Linked DNA regions of Mus musculus: region 1 is linked to region 2. Evidence: chromatin contacts called from public Hi-C data. All regions are on one chromosome and are shown on one strand. Each heading gives the region's core, a stretch centred on a gene start, on an enhancer-like site or on the middle of the called end of the contact. The rest is flanking DNA. Distances are from core to core; before and after follow the strand shown. Region 1 overlaps Igsf21 (immunoglobulin superfamily, member 21). Region 2 overlaps Igsf21 (immunoglobulin superfamily, member 21).

Region 1 (4,243 bases), core at 1,035-3,534, 70 kb before region 2:
GTGGCTCTCCTGGGATTTACTGCTAGCCTGTGTGACCCTGGGGACCCAGTCTCCAGTCTGCCTCATAGACTAGACTGTTACAATTCTGCCTCAAAATGTGTTTGTGTGTGTGTGTGTGTGTGAGAGAGAGAGAGAGAGAGAGAGAGAGAGAGAGAGAGAGAGAGAGAGAGAGAGAAAGAAAGAGAGAGGGAGAGAGACGGAGACAGAGAGACAGAGATAGAGAGACAGAGAGAGACAGAGAGACAGAGAGACAGAGAGAGACAGAGAGAATGTCATACGCACCTGCAAATGACATGTCTCATATCTGTGGAGTAAGGGCCTCTGTGGGGACCAGGAAGATGGCCAAGGTGAAGAAGGAACGCCCTTGTTCCTTCCTTGGCAGGAGCCCTGAAAACCAACCCCACCAGCAGCTATAACTACCCCTCTAATATCCCCTGTACTTGAGGCTGTGGAGGGTACTATGGTGGGTGTGGCAAGTGTCCTGGGGGTCACATTACCACCTGGAGTGTTCCTGGTGGCCAGTGGGGCACACAGACAGTCTCGGGGATTAGGCAGGCAGAAGGAAGCAGGAGGGGACCACCGTGACAAGTTGAGTGGGTTCCTCTTCTTTGCCAGGCTGGTGAGAACTTAGCTTTCGATTCTTAACCTAAATAGAGTCGTCTCCAACCTGCTTCCCCCTAAGATGCAGAGCACTTTTTTGGAGCAATTAAAGAAAAGCATAAATCAGTCCGGGTTTAAAAGCTCTCTCCGTCTCTCTCTAGCTGGCTAAAATTAGAGCCTCCATCCAGGAGGGGGCGGGGAAAGCAGAGGTTCAACAAGACTGAGGGTGAAGCCAGGCTTCTGGCCAGAGCTGGGCTGGCCAGCCAGGGCCACCACCACTGCCACCTCACCTCTGATGACTGGGGACCCCCAGCTAGCTGACTCCAGACTTGGGTCTCCCCGATAGCTTTGCTGGTGGAAGCTATGTAGGCAGATTGATAGAATAAACTCATGCACGTTTGCTGTGTGGCCTTGAGCGAATTGCTCCACCTCTCTGAGCCCACAGTGTCTGCATTTAACAGCCCGTTGTGAGATCACACGGGAACAGATGGGGTGTTGGCTGCCGTGTGGGCTGAACGCCCGCAGAAATGGCCTGGTGAAATTGTTTTCAGAATTTGGACCTTGGACTTGCATGTGCCTAGCAAGCTTCTCTGGAGATGGGGCTGGACTCCAAACAGTAACTTGGAAGTAACTTCCCCACAGAGAAGTTCAGACAAGATCAAAATGTTTCCAGGTACAAAACAAAGTTCCCCAGCGTGGAATTTTCCACAGATGTCCTGACACATTTTTTTCACCTTGGAGAATCTTGAATTTCAGGGTTTTGGATTATAGGTGCTTGTCCTGGGTCAACAGCTTCTGCGACTACAAATCCTTCTGTCCCCCATCTCGACCTGTGACCTTCCCCTCTACCTGGCCACTATAGCACCGAATGGGAACCAAAAATGTGACTCTCACCTTAGCTAATAGTGACATACCTCCAAGCTGGGTACCCTCCCTCCTTCCCCAAACCAGCCCAGGCTAGACCACAGCACAGGCACAACAACAGGGTCCCTGAGGACCATTCAGGTCCCTGAAGACCAACTGGGTCTGTTCCTGATGCCCACAGCGTCTCCCTCCTCTCAGAGCCTTGGCATCCTGGGCACAAAGGGCATGATGGGAGTATCTCTTTGGCAGGCAAGGACCAAGCGAGATCTAATCTCATAACCAGGAGGCCTCTGCCAGTGGGAGAGCAGGTGTTGGAGTGGCTGGGGAGCACAGCACTGCGCTGAGGTGGACAGATGAGAGAAAGGGTGAGAGATGAATGGGCGACTGAGCGGGTGGGTGAGCGAGTAAGCATATGTGTGTGTATCTGTGTGTGAGTAAGTGAACGGATGGGTGAGTTAACGAATGGGAGAGTGGGTAAGGGAACAGCAGATGAGTGACTAGACAGATAAGTGAGCAGAAGGCAGCCCCCCCTCCTTGAGATCATCTCAACCTACCCACAACTTCCATTTCTGGGGAGTCTACACACAGCTGTGGAGACATGACCCTGGTCACTCTCTGCCAGCCACTGAGTCCATCACCCAGGCCCCTCCAGGTCTAGGTATCTATCCATCCTAATACCCGTGACCCTCAAAGCCCTGTGTGTGGGCCACTGTGACAGCCCCCTCTGTGCGATGGGTTCGTGGCTCCCTCTGGGATGAGTTAATTGCTCCCAGCTTATCAGCTCATCTCCAGGCCTCTTATCTGGGAGTGAGCATTTGGGCAAACACATTAGGGCCAGCTAGAGCCTCTGGATAAACACCTGCCGCCTCTCCCGGCCCAAAGCTGGGTGCCTGGCCGGCCAGCGCCTTTCCAGCCGAGCCTTGCTGTTATACACCACCAAGCCCATCCAGCCACCCAGCAACCACCTCCAGGGGTCCCGGCAATCCTTCGTGCCCGAGTCCTGGCTTTCCATCTGTGGCTCTTACCATCCCTAGCACCACGCCTAGTGAGGGGAGCCACCTTCAGGGAAATGAAGACTTAACTGAGCTCACAGCTGCGCTCTGTGTGTATGGATTTCTACCACGGAGCGCAAGCTTCTCACATGTTTATCTTCTGATGATCCCCACCACAACCCTTGGAGGTAAGCAAGACATATTTATTTAACAAATATTTATGTACTACTAACTGTGCGCTGGGCACGCTTTGAAGCGCCTTATGAATATTAATATCCTTAATCGGTACTAAAAACCCTCCATCAGATCCTACTATCTCCCCATTTATGAATGAGGAAATGGAGGCCCAGAGAGGTTAAGACACCGACTCAAGGCCACATAGCAAGTGAAGAGTAGAGGTCGCACCTTCTTCAGGCACCTGTGCCTGCCCAGGCTAGGGCTGAGGCTAAGGATCAGGGATTCTACACTGTAGGATTGCCAGGGCAGGGATTAACACATGGGCGGCAGCATCGGTGAGCTTTAAGATCCATATCTTGTGTGGCTATAACATTATCCCTCCCAGAACGCAGGATGCCTTTCTTCCTAGCTGCAACGTTGTGCGGGTGTGGGCTTTGCATCTTCCATGACGACCAGGCTTGAGAAGTAGCCGGGGCCAGAGAACACACGCTGTCCCTCGCTTCAAAGGGTCACAAGTCTTTGGGATTTCCCTTCAAAGCAGAGCCGGATACAGGGAGTTTGACCAGGGCCGGTGTCTTTGGGAAACAGCTGCAGGAGGAGACTGGCGACCTGGCGGTGGGCCAGGGACACTTTGGAGCACAAAGTCCTGCATGGTCCCACAGCTGGCAGCTTCCTCTTCGTTGACAACACGTGTAGGGGGTACCCAGTGTGATGGCTAAGCTTCTCCAGATGGGGAGACTGAGGCATGGAGAGGAAGCCCCAGTCTTTGAACAAGGCAGGGTTCAGGCTGCCAACCATGGAGTACTAATTGTGTGTCCTCTGTATGCTGCCTGGTGGCCTGAATCCTGACAGTGGCCTCTATGGGACTGAGTGAAGGAGCCTTTGCCCCCACCCTGGCTCGGTCTGTATTTTCTTGAATCTCACAGATGGTTGCAGTAGTAGATGCTTTTATTCCATTCAATAAAGACAATTTGTAGCATATGCAACCTCAGCACGTGACATTTAAACCGCTATAAAATGCTTTGTGTGAGTAAATTCACTGTCCCTTCCCTTACACGAATGCATGAGGAAGGAACATGGTGAGGCAGGGAACAGAACAAGGGGTGCAGGCTGACTCACAATCTTTGCGGTGGGGGCCGCGCCTGGGACAGCCCCATGACAGTCAGGGACTCTCAACCTCTCCACAGCTGGAAGGTTGCAGGACTTCTTGGGTGATGTCTCCTACCTGCTCATCTCCCAGATGGCTCACGGCCTCTGGGATATCCCATCCTCTTTCTGGCACCCTGGCATCCTCAAGGTCTTTACCCCAACACACAAGAGCCACCCAGCTGGGTGTGGCTGTGGGCAGGTCCTGTGGCATGCTGGTAACTGCTGGTCTGATTTCTGTTGTTGTAACAAAATACCAGAGGCTGTGTCATTAATAACATGGAAGTTTATTTGACTTTTAGTTCTGGAAGCTGGGAATCTGGAGCCCATGCTGGCACCCCATTAAACAACTTGGGGTGCAACCGGGGATTCAGCCCAACCCTGTGCTAAAATCTGGTCCTGTTGTATGCCAGGATGTGACTCAGGACAAACTGACCAGCTGCTCTGGGCCTGTGTCCTTCCCA
Region 2 (4,347 bases), core at 1,800-4,299:
ATGGCTTTGGGTCTTGGGCACAAGAAGCCATTTCAGTCACGGTTGGATGAATCTCCGTGCATCTGAATGGGGTATCCCAGGCTGGCACCCCTTTGAGGAGCAGGGTTGGGGCTCCAGGAAGGCGAGCTTGGAGGCTGGTCTCTGAGAACATACCCAGGGATACCCAGGCAATTCCTCTCCTGGGATCTAATCCAAAGGCTGGTATCATTTCCTGTTAAAGGCCAGGAACATAAACATGTTCCTCCTGCTGACCGTAGGGAGTCACAACTCCTCCACACTATTTGGGGACAATGTGTGAATGAGAGGACACACAACATCCCCAAACACGCTGTGCGTGGAAACCGGCAGCTAGAATTCTGTGTAATTTTCTCTTGTCAAGAAAACCTCAATTTTTTTTTTTAATAGCAGTTAAGAAAGTAAAAGCCATGCTTTGCCTGTGGGTGGCCATGTGGAAGCAGAACATGGGCAGAGTGGACTCTGGCCTCCTGGTTAAAGATTCCCGATGGAAACCATTCTGTAGGGGCGAGCGTGTGGCTCAGTGGGTAGAGTGCTTGCTTGGCACATGTGGAAACTTCATTTGGGTCCCCCATGCTGTATGAAACCTGGTGCTGTGCACATCTGTAATCCCAGCTCTATGAGATGGAGGCAGGAGGATCAGAAGTTCAGGGATATCCTTGGCTACTCTTCCTGGCACTCAGCCACAGAGCCTGGAAACTTGGGGTGAAAGAAAGAGGGAACTCCAGGCACACAATACCCCTCTCCGGCTTTTCTCCACGCCCTCCTTCCAACAGGCACAACATGTCTTGCTCAATGCCTGCCTTGCCACCCATCTTGAATTTCTGGTCTTTGGTTTACCATTTGCTGACAAGTCTTCTGTTGTTGGCTATGGCCGTGCTCCTTTTGATGCAAGCCTGTCTGTCCTCCGTCTCAGCTCCTGATTGGAACCAGCTCTGGTGGCTTCCACCAACGCCCTACAGAGCTGCACTGCTGAACCCACGGTCCCCCAGTCAAGGCCAGCAGGATGCTGGCCATGGGTTGTGTCGTCTGTGGGGTCACAAGCTATAGGGGCTGCTTGGCTGTCACAGACTGTAAACATAGAGAGACTGCGACAAACTAACCCAGAGTCTGGCTGATACTGGGGTCACACTCTCCCTCATCCCCGGATGGAATCAGAGAGAAGAGAGAAAAAACCATAGCCACAGACCGGTAGGAACTGTCCTTGTGGTAGAATTAGAAATGGGCAGAGCCCACAGGCCCCAAAGCCTTTCACAGCTCCCATCAGTCATTGTGCTGGAGGAGACAGTCCTTCTGAAGAGACAGCTTCCAGAAGAGAGACCATGCCATGCCAGGCTGGGTCTATCCCCGAAGGTGTCCATCCCTGTGGCTCCCTAAACCAGAGACATAGCTTGTCATGAGCTCTTAAGCTGGATAGAGGAGTCAGTCCATCTTCCTCCTGCCTAACCCAGTCTACCTTCCCCGCCCCCGTCGCCCCCTTCACCCCCCCCCCAACTGCTTAAAGCATTGGTTACATCTCTGACGAGTGTCAGGCCCTCTGTATGGTGCTATGGTAGGCTATATTAATTTATTTCATTTCATTTCACATCCTTTGACTGAAGGCCTCTGGAGTGGGGGGGGTATGCTGATGTATGCAAATCACATGCAAATTGACCAGTGGAGCCAAATGCCGGGGCCTTTTAATTCTGTAGCTGGACAGGGTGGTGGCTGGCTGTCTGGTTGCTCTCCTTGGGATCAGAGGAGCCCATGTGCTCTGCCTGTGATTGGGAGGAGGGAGGCAAGGAGGGAAGGAAATTCCAGGAAAGAGGCTCCATGCTGCCAGCTTTCCTTCCCTCCAACTGCTGCTCTTCTGCTCTCTCTCTCTCTCTCTCTCTCTCTCTCTCTCTCTCTCTCTCTCTCTCTCTCTCTCTTTTCCCTCAGAGCCAGCTGAAGAGAGGGAGATAAGAACTGACCTACCCAGGTAGAGGCTGCAGGACCTGGGCTGGGCAGAGTTTCCAGAGGGCATGGGAGAGGCAGCCAGGAAAGCCCCAGCCTCCTTCTCCAATGGACAGCCCAGCCCCTCAGCCTGCCTCGTTCTTTCGCCTCCCCTCCACAAGTCTGGCCACAAACAGCAAACTGCCCAGTGCCTTTAGTTTCCAGGCCCCTGTCACTCCCCTCCTCCTTCCTCCCCCGTCTCCTGAATGAGCTTATAGAGTCTGGCTTGGAAGGAGATGAATAGACCCCCACAGGCCCAGCCAGGCCTAGGCCTCCAATTGCTTCAGAAGGGAAAAGCACAGGCATTGTGGCAGGCTACCACTGCCCCACTCACTCAGCCCGGAGGGCACAAATCAGCCCGATGGGTGAGTCGAGTCTTGTACCTCTGCTCTAGAAAACTGTCCAAGCAGTAGATCATCAGAGGTTTTCTAAGCCATAGAAGCTTGAGTGAGTAGCTCGGGGCATGGAGTGCTTGCTGAGTATGTGCAAGGTCCTGGGTTCAATTCCCACCAACACACAGTAAGAGAAAGAGACAGAGACAGAGACAGAGACACAGAGAGACAGAGACAGAGACAGAGAGACAGAGAGACAGAGAGACACACAGAGAGAAAGACTTTCCAAAGCATAGAGAATAGATTGGTTCTTCGAGGAGAGTGGGGAGCCAATAGTAGCATTGACGTCTGGCTAGACTTCTGGGAAGGCCTAGAGAGACAAAAGGTGATGGAGAAGCCTGGATTTTGGACACCTTGCCTGAGGCCTGGCTAATAGGGGAAGAACTCAGGCCAGTTTGGTGACAGTGCCAAAAACTATTGGATCGTCTTCAGAGAACACAAGTGATCAGAGCGTCCCCCCCCCCCCGCTTCCTCCCCCATGCCAATCTGCGCCATCCATGTGACTGCCTGCCGCTGGTCACACATGGCTGTTCTGATTTAAATCAAAGGGCAAAATTCTTTCCCCATTCACTCAGCCCAGCCATTTCCAGCACTCACCACACAGAGCTGGTGGCATCAGATTGCAACAGAACAGACATAGGACATTCCCAGAATGCCTCTGACGTTCAGACATCCTCCCCACCAGAGCCTCTAGAATACGCTGTACTTGCCTGTCAGAGGGACGGGGACGGCACTGGCTGTTCTCGGTCGGAGTCATTTCCTGGCACACTCATGCCACGGTGGGTTCCAGCAAAGTGAATTGTATTGATTTTGTGAGCTATCATCATTACAGCATGTGTGTTTGTGGTGAGGGAGGGTGGGAAGAAGGAAGTTGTTCTCCCTCTTAAAATACCTGTGAAAACATAGTGGTAAGGGACTGGTCAGGCCTGGGGTCTTGAGTATTGTGGTCTCTGTCAAAGTCCCGTGTGATCTAATGACGCCTTATATCCTCCTCCAAGGGACTTTTCTGCTATGGCATGGGTTCATCGTCTAGACTGGAGTTCCCCAGTCTCTGTCTGCAAGCCCTGGTACACAATTCTTTTTTCTTTTCTCAGCAACCAACAGTAGTTAATAGGGTAGCAGTGCAGTTCCATACATGGCCAGCAGGGGCAGGCATTCCGACATCCTATCTACCTTAGGGCTCAAGGAAGAGAGCTCCAGGGGAATGTTACACATTAGACTTCACTTTGTCCTTCCTGTCCACCGGGGTCGTGTTCAGAAATAAGATGAATGCCAACCTGAGTGGCTGACATTAGTGTGACATTCCTGGGAGTCGAGGACAGGGTCAAGGGCTTCACACTTCAATTTCATGTTGTCGCCGAGAGGCAAATAATATGGTGAATTCTGCTTTTCAGGGTAAGTAACTGGGGACATTTAAAATACTGGGTCTCGGGCCCTATTGCATCTCCCAACTTCTCCAGAAAATTCTAGACACACCTTCCTCTGGGTACCTCCAGCAAAGATGCATCTCCTGTGTTTCTGGGCAGCTACTACACAGCCACCTTGGTAGTGTTGGTTACGTGAGCAAAGACTGGGCTTTGGGGAGGTAGATCTGTGGGTGAAAGAGTTGCAGTGCAAGTGTGAGTATCTAAGTTCAAATTCCCAGAACCCGGTAAAGCCCGGTATGGTAGCACATGTCTGTAATCCCAGAGCTCCTATAGGGAGATGGGAGACAGAAACAAGGGGATCCCCAGGAGTCCTCAGATCCTTGAGGGCCAGCGAGCTAGCCTGGGAGAGACAGCAGAAAGCCATGAAAAGACCCCATCTCAAACAAGATGAAAGGCAAAAGCCAGCAAGTAAACTTAATCTCTACACTCATGTGCCCAGATCTATACACATACACGTGTGCATATTCATATACATGCGCGAGCACATGCACACACACACACACACACACACACATGCCACCCACGTGTGACTACAGAGT

Evidence for each region. Hi-C and Micro-C count contacts between places; a contact is called where the count stands out from the background.
Region 1: a Hi-C map of the N1E-115 cell line shows a contact between it and region 2, with 3 times the contacts expected there. The contact joins two enhancer-like sites. A contact is called at or near these places in 9 of 484 Hi-C or Micro-C datasets (the N1E-115 cell line, cerebral cortex, cortical neurons and 1 more), 8 of 115 datasets of contacts at active chromatin or transcription factors (T-cell acute lymphoblastic leukemia, astrocytes, embryonic basal ganglia and 2 more) and 1 of 9 other capture datasets (embryonic stem cells).

What each region holds. Positions count from the first base shown.
Region 1 is chr4:140,222,267-140,226,509 of GRCm38.p6, reverse strand. All of the region lies in intron 1 of Igsf21 (immunoglobulin superfamily, member 21), which reads left to right. Gm33542 (a long non-coding RNA gene) reads right to left here. Exons shown (of 2, transcript XR_390881.3): 2 at 4,051-4,243. Among named protein-coding and RNA genes, the nearest start is that of Gm33542, 5.7 kb to the right of the region's middle. Within about 2 kb of position 2,284, at least 13 of the 459 cell types and tissues checked have an H3K27ac peak or open chromatin away from gene starts, as enhancers often do. A contact at or near this core is called in the N1E-115 cell line, where this site is marked.
Region 2 is chr4:140,152,488-140,156,834 of GRCm38.p6, reverse strand. The region is part of intron 2 of Igsf21 (immunoglobulin superfamily, member 21); the gene reads left to right. Among named protein-coding and RNA genes, the nearest start is that of Gm13029, 12 kb to the right of the region's middle. Within about 2 kb of position 3,049, at least 59 of the 459 cell types and tissues checked have an H3K27ac peak or open chromatin away from gene starts, as enhancers often do. A contact at or near this core is called in the N1E-115 cell line, where this site is marked.